Regions from separate parts of the Zea mays genome. Here regions 1, 2 and 3 are each linked to region 4. A link is a contact called in public Hi-C data. All regions are on one chromosome and are shown on one strand. The core of a region is the stretch at or near the end of the contact, and the rest is flanking DNA. Distances in the headings are between cores, read along the strand shown. Region 1 holds the start of LOC100194348 (putative oxidoreductase, aldo/keto reductase family protein). Region 2 holds the start of LOC100277784. Region 3 holds the start of LOC100192800. Region 4 holds the start of LOC103635582 (cytosolic endo-beta-N-acetylglucosaminidase 1).

Evidence for each region. A called contact is a pair of places that touch in the nucleus more often than the background predicts.
Region 1: a Hi-C map of ear shows a contact between it and region 4, with 4 times the contacts expected there. The contact joins the promoter of LOC100194348 here to the promoter of LOC103635582 in region 4. A contact is called at or near these places in 6 of 25 Hi-C or Micro-C datasets (bundle sheath, ear, leaf and 1 more).
Region 2: a Hi-C map of bundle sheath shows a contact between it and region 4, with 2.1 times the contacts expected there. The contact joins the promoter of LOC100277784 here to the promoter of LOC103635582 in region 4. A contact is called at or near these places in 4 of 25 Hi-C or Micro-C datasets (bundle sheath, ear, leaf and 1 more).
Region 3: a Hi-C map of leaf shows a contact between it and region 4, with 4 times the contacts expected there. The contact joins the promoter of LOC100192800 here to the promoter of LOC103635582 in region 4. A contact is called at or near these places in 8 of 25 Hi-C or Micro-C datasets (bundle sheath, ear, endosperm and 2 more).

Annotation. Positions count from the first base shown.
Region 1 is chr8:97,363,369-97,366,398 of Zm-B73-REFERENCE-NAM-5.0, forward strand. It overlaps LOC100194348 (putative oxidoreductase, aldo/keto reductase family protein), which reads left to right and starts at 1,314. Exons shown (of 7, transcript NM_001139383.1): 1 at 1,314-1,539; 2 at 1,966-2,016. The coding sequence starts at 1,429.
Region 2 is chr8:97,305,685-97,308,503 of Zm-B73-REFERENCE-NAM-5.0, forward strand. It overlaps LOC100277784, which reads left to right and starts at 1,497. Exons shown (of 1, transcript NM_001151265.2): 1 at 1,497-2,197. The coding sequence starts at 1,551. The coding sequence ends at 1,841. It also overlaps a transcript of LOC100276424 not described here.
Region 3 is chr8:97,382,636-97,385,525 of Zm-B73-REFERENCE-NAM-5.0, forward strand. LOC100192800 reads right to left here and starts at 1,264. Exons shown (of 8, transcript NM_001358559.1): 1 at 964-1,264. The coding sequence starts at 1,121.
Region 4 is chr8:97,152,961-97,155,930 of Zm-B73-REFERENCE-NAM-5.0, forward strand. LOC103635582 (cytosolic endo-beta-N-acetylglucosaminidase 1) reads right to left here and starts at 1,646. Exons shown (of 11, transcript XM_008657996.2): 1 at 1,057-1,646; 2 at 828-965; 3 at 642-751; 4 at 417-528; 5 at 216-323. The coding sequence starts at 1,536.

The sequences.
Region 1 (3,030 bases), core at 64-2,563, 210 kb after region 4:
GCCCACGGCCCGGCCCGTAATTGCTTAAACGTGTCGGGCTCATTTCGGGCGGCCCGAAATTATAAAAGCCCGAAATTCAATTTTTGGCCCGAAATTCACATTAGGGCCCGAAATTCAGTTTTTTGCCCGAAATTCACATTAGAGCCCTAAATTCAAAAAAATAATAAAACAAATAAAAGATAAGACAAATAAATTTGAACAAAATCAAACTTAATATTTGTATTAATTAAAGTTACCACAGCTATGCAATGACTACCTCGTTTATAAATTATTTTGTTAGAAGGAAAAAGAGTATAACCAGCTCTATACAAAGTTCGTAAGTTTAGTTCATTGTCTAATGTTCATAACAAAAGCAAAATTACATCACACACTCTAATTCAAAGCTACAAAAAACATCTAACTAGCATTATCTCTAGCTTTGTGTTCTTTATTAAGTATATGAAAGTGTGGAATGAAGTGTGTTTTAATAAATATATGGGCTTTTACGTGTCTCTATTTGGACCATTTCGTGCATGCCTTAAACGGGCCGTGCTCGTGTCCGCCCATGTGCCGTGACCTCGGCCCAAACCCGGCCCGATATAACGGGTCGTGCCGGCCCGACACTAAATTATTTCGAGTCGTGCCGTGCCTGGGCCGTGCTTTTTTTCCGTGCTTCGGGCCGGCCCATCAGACCCGGCCCAAATGTACACCTATACATGCGGTCGACTGCCGAGGCCCGAGGACGACGAGCGACGGCAGCACTCAACACATACAAAGAAAGGTTTGGAACTTGACGGAGAAGAGATAAAGTACGACGTTGTTAGCCTGTTAGGAGTAACTTCCACCATTTCTTTTTAGTTGTCGCTGGATAATTCAATTTTGCACTATCCAGTAATAACTAAAACAAAACGAAGGGAGTAGGACTGAAGCATCATAGTCGCGTGGCCATAAAGGGACAATAAAAACGACACACCGAGGACATGTACGATCTAAAGATTTCTGGCTCGGTTTTCTATATACAAGAAACAATTACTTGTAAGAAACTGCAATGATACAATCTAGAGCCTGTAAATCATAACTACAGTATAGATATAATAAGATTGTGTAGAGAGCGGCTTTTCGCGAAGAGTCCGTCTTTTTTTTACCTATTTCTTGGAGACATCTCAAGAAACTCTCTAATTAACGAGGATGTACTAATGTTGTGGTAAATAATGATGGACGATAGTCGATAACGTGAGGTGTGGTTGGTACTGGTAGCTAGCGTGATGTATGGTCTGTATTCAGCCTAACTAATTTGCCAGCGAGTGATGCGGTGACGTGCTGCTGCTGTTGTAGTAGGTGGTGGAGCAAGCCCAGTCCCCAATCCCACCCTGCCACCCAACCTTGCTTCTTCTCCGATAGCTATTTCTCTGCTTTCTCTCCAATCTTCCCGGGTTTCCCTGATTAAAGATGGCTGAATCCTTTGTTCTCAGTACCGGCTCGAGGATCCCATCGGTTGGGCTTGGCGTATGGCAAATACAACCTGACGCTGCCAACGACGCCATCTACGCTGCTGTCAAGGTCTTTTTTTTTTTTTTCTCTGCTCTGTCTGATCCCCTCCTGCTTTCCCTTTCAGTCGAAAATTTTCTTTCGAAGCTTGCCTGTATTATGTGTTAACAATCTGATTTACCGGTTTCTTTCGAAGCTTGCATGTATCCTGTAGATTGTAAGGTCTTATTGCAATTGGAAATCTCCGTTATGCAGTTGCCTCAGATAACCTAGCTAGCCATTACGAATGAACTGTTTTGGCTTGTCCTCGAAGTGTTCATATGATCCATTGGATCGTAATGTTAATTTAAATATGGTAGAAGATTCTTTTTTCCTGTTTCAAAATGTGTTCTCAAGTCATGGGTCTGCCATCGGATTGTTTGCATCTCTTGGATCCCAGTCTAAAATTTTTTTTTCGACCAAAATCCCAGTCTAAAATTGTTGTTGGTTTTATGACAGGCTGGGTATCGGCATATTGACTGTGCAGCAGCATACAACAATGAGGAGGAGGTAGTAGTTACTCAACATGATTTGTAACTGATATTATGTTGACTTAGTTTAGTTTTACAACATCATCACCTTATTGTTTCAGCTCAAATGAATATGACTCGATGCTAATTATTTGGTTACTATAACAATGATGCTATTTTATCTTAGCCTTTGTTCTCTTTTCTCAAACAACGCAGTAGACCTAGGTGTCATTTCATTAAGGAAGAAAAGGGAACAAACACATTGGAGGAGCTGACCTCTATTCTTACAAACGCGCCCCCACACAAAGAAAACTGCCACTACACGACCACCAAGTGCCCAAAACCACCATCTGATGAGCAGTTTATGGAGTGCTATTACCATACCACAAGCTGCTCTCCTCTACCTCAGCACAGCAGAACCAGGACTAGTCCCCTCAAACACACATACATTCTTATGCTTCCAAATCTTCGAGGAAACAAGAATAAGAGCCTGTTTGGTTCATGGCTAACTGCGTCACACTTTGCCTAAGTTTAGTCGTTCGAATTGAAGAACTAACCTTAAGCAGAAAAGTTAGGCAAAGTGTGGCAAGTTAGGTAGCGAACCAAACAGACCCTAACTAAAGGGTTAAGATCTTTCTTCAACTCCTTAGGCATTTTGCCATTTTGTTGACTGCCGTGGACCAACATTCCGAGAAACTTCTATAATTAATGCCCTGAACAAGTGAGCTTCCAAGTGTTGTAGGGTCAAGTCATCTACTAATTCCCATAAATTCAGATATTCAACTAATTCCCTGAACAAGTGAACTAAGGCCTACACCAATCCAGCTCTGGATTAGCATGGATTAGAATTAAATCCATGTCATAATTCATGCCCCAAAATAATCCAAACATACTCAAATTTTTTTATTCGGTTAAACCCATTATAGATTATAATCCAAGGGTTTGAGAATTTTTTAAAACTATAGAAGCCATGGATTCTATCCATAGTTCATTAGGTATGGAACAAATTCATAAAGATATTGCACAAGTTTATATTAGAATACATGAATCAATA
Region 2 (2,819 bases), core at 247-2,746, 150 kb after region 4:
TTGAGTAATGCGAAGTTCGTTGATTGTTTGTTGCATGAGAACTGGAGTTTGTGGTTGCATAGGTATGTTATATGTTATTTTGGTGAATACATGTCGTGTAGATTAATTAATATTTACTGTGCAATGTGAATTGAGCAAACTACAAATAAATCTTGTCAAAATTTTTCGTTTTTTTCTATAAAAACAGCAAAAACCGGTTAGTTTCGCGATTAACCGGCGGTTTAGAGCGGTTTTTCACCGGTTTTTCACCGGTAAACCGGTTCAAATTCAAATTGATTTGAATTGGTCAAACCGGTCGGTTTTTACCGGTTTACTGTTGGTAAACCGTTACCGGTGGGGGATGGACGGTTTTTATCTTAGAACGGTTTTGTAAACCGTGATGGGAACTCTATGGTAACAAGGATGGGGCATCCACATCTCTAGTGCCATTACCTGTCCAGCTGTGGAGGTGCTGGCTGACTGACTCTAGGCCCTGCTGCCTAATAACTGGAGCCTACTGTACGTGAGCACTCACAGGCTGCCACTGACTGACACTACTACACCTATGTTGTTGGACTGGAGGACATATATACACCTATCTTTCGATCCCAAACTGAACCCTTTTTAGTTGAGACTCGCACATCAGTGCCAAACTGCCTATCCAAACTATATGTCTGTTAAACAATACCATGACCTGCATCTGACCAGGCATAATAGTATAAATAAACAGCACTCCGACGACCAGCAGACTGCCATCAGATGACCTGGCCGGTGTGAACTGCTGCCTGCCCGCCAGGCATCTCCCATCGTGTCCCGCATGATCAGATAAAAAAAACGGAACCGTCAATCTCGAAGCCACGCTCGAGTTACTACAGCAGCCACACGAGCTGCAGTATAATCCTTTTCTCTAATCATCTCTGGTACGCCTGAATGAGTGAGTGAGTGCTCGACAAGTCGTCGCGTACGTCTGGATGGACAGAGTCGGCTGGACTGACGCGAGAAGGACCGGGATCTTCCGTGCTGGCGCTGGGATTTCCAACGGATTACGCCACCGGGAAGGCCTAAAGAATTCCGGTGGCGGTGGGGATAACCAATCATTGTCGGCTCGGCGAATTCCGGCATTTGGGGTTCCCTTTCTTTTGCAGCAGGTAGGTGAGCCGTATGCTTCCGAGAGTTGAATTTCAGAAAAAAAGACATCCCTGCACTGAAACTCCACCGCGCGTCGCTGTCCACTTGTAAAACTCGCCTTCTACGACTGAGCGTCCCTTGCGTTCAAGTCTCCTCCCTGGATGGACCTAGCTGGAACCCTACAACAACGAGCCAGGCACCACAACTAAGAACAGTTACAAGAATTCTAACATCCCATTAGCACCATCTTAATTATCAGGACATATATTATTAGATAGTACAGTTAGAAACCAAACCACTCCATTTGGTCTCCATCTCTATCCATTCCCCAAGTGTCCAAGTCATGCATCTCTGTCTCCCCTTTTAAAGCCCACCACCTCTCTCCCTCCATCGTCTTCCCGTCTCCCAATCCCAGCTGCGCGCGCCCGTGGACTTGTCCTGCCATGGAAGGCCTCATCCCGTTCATCTACAGGGCCGTCGTGCGGTACAGGAAGGAGGAAGGGCGGGTCTCCCTCGGCGACCTCTTCTTCGACGAGCCCTCCTCGCCGACGTCCTACTTCCGTCTCCCGGGCGGCGCCGACTCCGCCCGGTACCAGCAGGTGACGTCGAGCGACCTGTTGACATCCCAGACGACTACGTCGACGGCCAGCTCCGGTGCAGCCGGCGTGGCGCGACGACGCTCTCCGATGAGGTGCCCGTCGCACCGCCGGCGCCCGGTCTCCCCGGACCCGTGACTCGATCGTGAAGTGAAGCTAGCCGCCCGTGAGGCAAAAAAAGAAAAGCAAGCGAAGGTTTGTTTGCTCATGGCCTCACGTAGCAGATGGAGCGTGTGGTATACGTAGTATGAGGATGATGCTGAGTAATTGTGAATATTAGCCTCTAAGTAGCTGCGTGTAAGTGTACATAAATTCTTCATCTTTTTTTACTGTGGTCATCTGTAATGTAATGTAATGGATGGATGGGTGCAGGAGGTACTCCAAAAGGAGAGGCTTTGTGCCTTGGAGTGAAAACTGTGTGTAATTCGTTGGAATAAATATGCCAGGCAAACGATGAAACGCATGGATTTTAATTCAGAAATCCATGCTTTTTTCAAAACGGTGGTACGTGCATTTACAATTTCATGATCCCTTTTCAAAAGCGGTTCTACATGATAAACTAGAATCTACAGTGCCTCAATTTATTTGGACGCAGCTCCTAGCCCATCCATTTTGTTTTTCTCGAGCCGTCCGATCTCGGCGATTAACAGGACAGAGAAACAAGGCATACCATCTCAATCGCGGCGGCCTTGATGTGAAATTGGCCAGCTTGTTTCGTTTTGTCAACAGCACGTGCCCATTTGTCTAGTTGAGCTCGATTGCTCGAGTAAAAGAAATGCATCACACAACATAAAAGTCATCTCTATCAAAAAAAAAAACTAACAGCTTGCTTGGTTTGAGGAACGGGCAGTCTATCATTGTTTGATTTGTGGAATAGAACTAGTAATAATATGATTATTGTTTGATTTGTGAAATAGAATTAGTAATAATATATGAGGATGAACTCATGAGTCATGATACACCATCTCATTTAAAATGAATTGTTTTTTCAAACCAAATACTCCCTGAAAGTCCAAGGTCTTGCTTCGGATTGTTTACATAGACCTGCTTGATTTGCAGTGTGCGAGGTCACCTTGCATCAAAGATAGAGAAAAGGCATATAACTCAGCAGACATG
Region 3 (2,890 bases), core at 14-2,513, 230 kb after region 4:
CTAGGCGCCTAGGATTTTTGGGCGCCTAGACGCCTAGGCGACGCCTTAAAACATTGATACCGAGTTACTGACACTTTTGTGCATAATTTATATGCACATACACAAATTTCTTGCCCCAAGAGTAAGCCACTCAACATATGTAAATATCTGGAAGAATTAAGCTTATTCCAACATATCCTAGGGCCTGTTTGGGACAACTTTTCTGATAATCTGAATTCCTAGATAATCTAGACGTCCCAAGAATCCGGATATCCCGGGACATAGGTGTGGAGGAAGATAAAGGGGTTTGTACAGTTTAGGGTTTAGGAAGCGGCAGATTCCTCCTGTCGACTCGGTTTATTTTGCATTCACGTTGATTTGGGCGATTTTCAAAGAATCGGTTCTCACATAAGCGGGCTGAGAAGCGACGCGTTTGGCTGCCAGAAGCCGAAACAAACAGGGCCCTAATCTAGCATATGTAAGCCAGTAGACAATCTGAGGCTGCAGAATTCTATACAGATGGCTACTGAGTACTCAGTCTGATGATCCGTATCATGAAACTACCAATTCATCAATCAAAATTTTAAAAACGGCTAACCCACAGCCAGACCGTGTCCTCCTGTGCAACTCATTTAACCACGACCTGACTTTCTGGGACTAAATATAATGCTTACACTTATGAGCAGCGTACATTTTCTTAGGCTTGACATTATATGCCAGTATGTGAACCATGAGAATGAAACAAGGGCTGAAATATGCGCCTGATCCAGCAGAATCGACACTAGATGCCCACAAATCCAAATCGAAGTGGCCAATCCATGGATCGATGACAGAAAATCATACCGAAACCCTTCAAATTGAATACAGTAAGCGAGTCCTGGGCAGATCGTGGATTAGCACGAGACGGGGACAGTGAAAGGTACAGTAGGCAATTAGGCACTTGAGTCGGTGAGGGGGTCAAGGGAGAGAGGAGGCGGATCGTACTAGTAGAGGTTGCACTTGAGGCGGCTGGTCCACTTGGAGTAGGAGCGTGGGACGGTGAAGCGGGAGAAGAACTCCGGGACAGGCCGCGGCGGCATGGACCAGTCCACCTCCCGCAGCGCGTCCACCAAGTCCTCCGCCGTCACCGCGCTCCAGTCCATCTCCGGCGATCCCCGGCCCTGCGGAACCCTAGGGAGCGTGCGACGGCGCGGGCGTGGTGGTGGAAGGACGGTCGGCGGCGCGTCTGGACGGCTGGGTTGCGTCGGTCAGACGGGCGGTGCCGGTGTGGTCCGGTCGCGCTGGTGCGCGAGGGCGTGGCTTCCTTGGGGGATGGGGAATTTTGCGTGTGCCGCGGCCCCGCGTTCCTTGCCTTACTACCTCTGCGCGGCGCCTGATTGCTTGGGTTGGAGGGTGGCGTGCGCGTGGTGGCGTACGCGTACTGGAGTGGGCCGCCGCCGCTAGGCCGGGTCGGTTTTAGTGGGCCGATCGCGTTTCCGGCCATTTGCCGGGTCGACCTAGTGGGCTGTGTGACCTTTGGGCTTCTGTACAATGATGAGCTTTTGAAGCTACTATTATGCTGAAACTTCTCTGTTAGTATTTTTTATGAGAAGATGTGCTGGACTTTTGGTACAGTGGGGCTGGCTGGCTGGCTGCAACCCGACCCGAGCCATGACGTTTTTTGGCGTTTGCTTCTTCGCGAGACATTTGTGACGGGCTCCTGTCCCGTTCGCTAGCCTTATACGTACTCCTGTTAACAGTGGACGGTCAACTGTGTGCCGGAAGGCTTGAACCAACGCGGGATGAATTTATGATGGTGATGCACATTTGCGCGCACGGTGCAGATATCCTGTGGCATCAGAGTCAGCGAAGTTTTCTACTAGCTAGCTACAGACTTTGGGAGAACGTTGAACGGCCTTTCTTCCGTCTGACTCTCTGGTCTGTGTGGTCTCGGGCTCTACTATGCACTGAACCGGAGACCCCTGAGGCCCTGATGGTGATGGGACAGTAATCGCCAGCTGGCCGCGCATCCCGCTGCTGCGGCCAAGTGTTCCAGTGCGACGAAACTCCTGTGAGCTGTCTGTCGCGTCGCGCCGCGCCGCGCCGCGCCGTGGTGAGCAGATCAGAGCTGCGCCAAAATGCCGCGGCGCGGCCCGCGTGGATTCCCTGGCTTTTGGCGCTGTCACCTTCTGGCTGTGAGCGCAGATTCCACCTACCACCATCAGACAGATCAGGCTGTCAAAGACGTTTGTCGCGTGCGCCACATCTTTCTTTACACGGAGGCAGAGCAATGCAAAAAAAAACCAGTGCGATAGATAGATCCATCGTGCTCGGGCTCGATCACACATTTGTTGACCGCTCGTGCGTGCCACCTGCACAGTATCGCGAATCGCGATAACGTATACTAGTATATACCAGTGCCCGATCCCTCGCTGTCCGTCCATGTCCCTGTAACACGCACGCACAGGCACAGCGTCGCGTTTAGAATTTGGAGTCACTCGCCCGTTTGCTGAACACACCAGAAACCTGCATGCGTTTTATATGCGTTTTTCATCTTTATGTACGAGAGGTTAAAAAGTTTTTCTCTCTCTATAAAATATCCTGGATTTCTGGGCTGACGCGGTGGTCTCAGGCCACGCATGCCTGTGATCTCATCCGTGCCGCAATGAACTCCTGCTGGTGATAATTATTGTGATTATGGTGATGTTTTTTTTTTTGTGGCATGCTCCTCGCTACAGGTATTGTTGTGGGACTCTTTTACCTTTGGTGTTTGGCCGGGAAAAAAACTTCTACTTTTTTCGATATTGACAACAGATATGGATGTTGCCTTTTCTTATTACTGGTATCGCTGTAGAAAATCTACTCCTTTTTAGTTTATATCATCTGATTAGCTTTGAGAACTGGTTTCTGACAAATGATAGATTTGTGTCTG
Region 4 (2,970 bases), core at 396-2,895:
CATCGCCCAGCACCGCAAGGCTTTGCAACTGAATGTAGTAGCACTTCTATGTTAGGCCTAGCACGCTCAAACACACAAGCATTATGGTGCTTCCATATTTCCGAAGCAACTAGGATGATTACAGTTTAAGTTTTCAGTAACAATTAGTTAAGGCTACAAGAGTTTTGTTAGTAAGAATGCACTATCTGAATTGAATAAAAGCAGAGAACACATACAGTCCATTGACCACCACCAAATGTATTTCGTCCAAAAACATCAATACCCATGTATACATCATATTTTCTGTCGCCAGCAACTGTAGCTGAATCTTGTGGGTCATTTTCCTGAGGTTGCGATGCCAATTTCAGCAGCATTACTTACAATTTTAAGTGACTCCACAGAGTTGCAGGGAAAATAAAATAACAAGAGAGGACTACCTTCCATGTATAGTTAGAAAATAGCCCATCACATACATCAAAGAATGGCTTATTGTACTTGTTGAGCTTATCCTGCCAATCAAGGTCACCATTCACAGTGATTGCGTCATACCTGCAGAGGCAAGTAAAAGCCAACAAGCATCATCAACCAAGCTTCATAAATGATAACTACAGCCTGTGATTTTCATAGTTACAATACAACACAGTAGGAAAAATAAACACCACCATATGACTAAAGAGCCAGGAACTGCATCGTGCATTGTCATGGTTAGATGCTTGACGAACTCTTTCAGGTTATCGATGAAGTGAACGTCAAGATTGACCTCAATGTTAATCTGAAAGACGATTCAATATTAGCATTTAGCAGCAGGCATGTATCCAGCAATCACAAGATGGCATAACAGAAATTACCAGCCAACCATCAAATCCCAAGGTATGAGCCAGCTCTGTGAGCCTTTCCGCATACATCTGTGCAGAAGCCTCGGTCGCGAGCATCTCCTTGCAAATCTTCACGCCCTCATCCCACTCCGCGATGAACGTCCCTAAAACCTTGGTACAAAGATAAGAGAGATAAAAGCAAGTTCAGTTGAGCTGAGTGAGTCAAGAGCCGAAGCAAACGGAGTAGAAACAATTCCAAAACCTTGACGCCGTGAAGGTGGGCGGCGTTGATCCAGCAGGGTGGCGGGAGCGTGACGAGGTAGTGCGAGAAGTAGACGAAGACGTCGACGAGGTGCCAGTGCCAGAGCGCGTAGGCGTCCGGCTTGTCCCCGCCCTGCGGTGCCGCGTCGTTGCGGTATCCGCCTTCCATGTCGTGGCAGACGAGGACGCGGCGGCGCTGCGGGAGCGGCGAGGCTGGCGCGGGAACGGAAGCCCTGTTGAAGGGGAGGTGGAAGTTGGCTTCGGCGGACAGGTAAGCGCGAGAGGCGAGCGCGGCGAGGCCCGTGATCGGGTAGGACATGGGCGGCGCGGGCGAGGACGCGTCGAAGGGCGGCTCCCACGCGCGGCGGTCGGCGCCCGCGGCAGCGTCTCCGTCGGACACCTCCGGCTCCGCGGCGAAGGGAAGCATGGCTCGGACACGACGGGCAATACGGCGGAGGTGGCGGCGCGGAGAGACGGGCATGCGCCGGCCCGGCGTTGATGGTACCTCGCTCCCTTGAGTGCGGGCAAAGGGAAAGGGAAGGCAGTAATTCCGCAGCTGGAGCTGGAAGCCTGGAAGTGGGCAAGTGGCAGCGTGTGATCGTGTGGCCGCCCGTGGGCATATCGTTGACTTCTGCTGACTCTTGGGCCAGCTGACAGCCCGCAGCCTGGGATTTGAATTTTTGTTGGAATTCCTTTTTTTCCTTCTCAATTGGGCTTTCAAACCATTTCTTTGGGCCGGACCTATTATGGTGGACTAAGGAGCTGTTTGGTGGTATACTTTAAGGCTCTATTTGGGAAGATTTCACTTCAAGAATTGTAGCTTCAGTTTCCTAGCTTCAACATAAAACAATCTCAACAGATTGGTAAAGCGGGTTTCAAGAGTGTTTGGCTTGTACGTAGACTCCAGCTTCTGTAATACAATTAATTTGTGTGAATTTTCTTAATTACCCTTGATGTTTAGAGAGTGGAGGAAGAGACATGAATCACTAGGTCATGTAACCAATAGCATGATGGGTATTTTTTGTGCAACTTTATGAGGAGGTATAAAAAATAGTGTTTTTGAAGCGTCATTTGGGGAGCTTTAAAAATTTCATGAAACTTGCCTCTAGTTTCAGTTTTTTTAAGCTAACGCTCATGGAGATGAACATGTTTGATAGAAGAAGCTGAAATAAACTAGAAATTCTTGAAGTGTAGCTCTCCCAAACAAGGCCTAAAGCGCCAAAAATTACCAAATATTTTTTGCCACATCAATCTAAGGTTAGGCGCTAACGCGGTAGAAGAAAAATCTTGTCATAATTGTGGCTATAAACCAAACACATGTCAAACTCGGTCAAACTTATCTAACCTTAAACGTGATAAATTGTGGCAAGTGAGGCAACAAACCAAACAGACTCTAAAATCGCTCCTTTTTACCATTTTTATTTACGAATTTATTATGAGTCTTAGCCTTTTGACCTAATTCGTCGAAGGGTCTGTATTCTGGTGAACATATGAGTCTTACTAGCAACTAAAATTCTGATTTCGATTTTCTATAATAAGGTGTTTGCATCCCTTCATTTTAGAGAAATTGGAATTCACCTAATAAAGTAACCTATCTAGCTTGGAATTTAACATTCCACCACTTCCAAAGTTCAGATATAAGTATATCTCAAATTCATGGGATGCAGGATGGGAAATGATTTTATGGATAAGTAGAATTTGTTTCTACTCTGTAACTTACAAGACACTCGTCGACTCACTCCTCTATAGTAAAAATGTAACACATAAATATCTCCGACATTTTGCTAATAATAGTATACAAATATATTTTGTATAAAACTAAATTAGCTTAATTGATATATTTCTAAATTACTATTATTAGAATGGAGTTCAATTCCAATAAACGGGGCGTAAAAGCAAATACTCTTTGTCGATG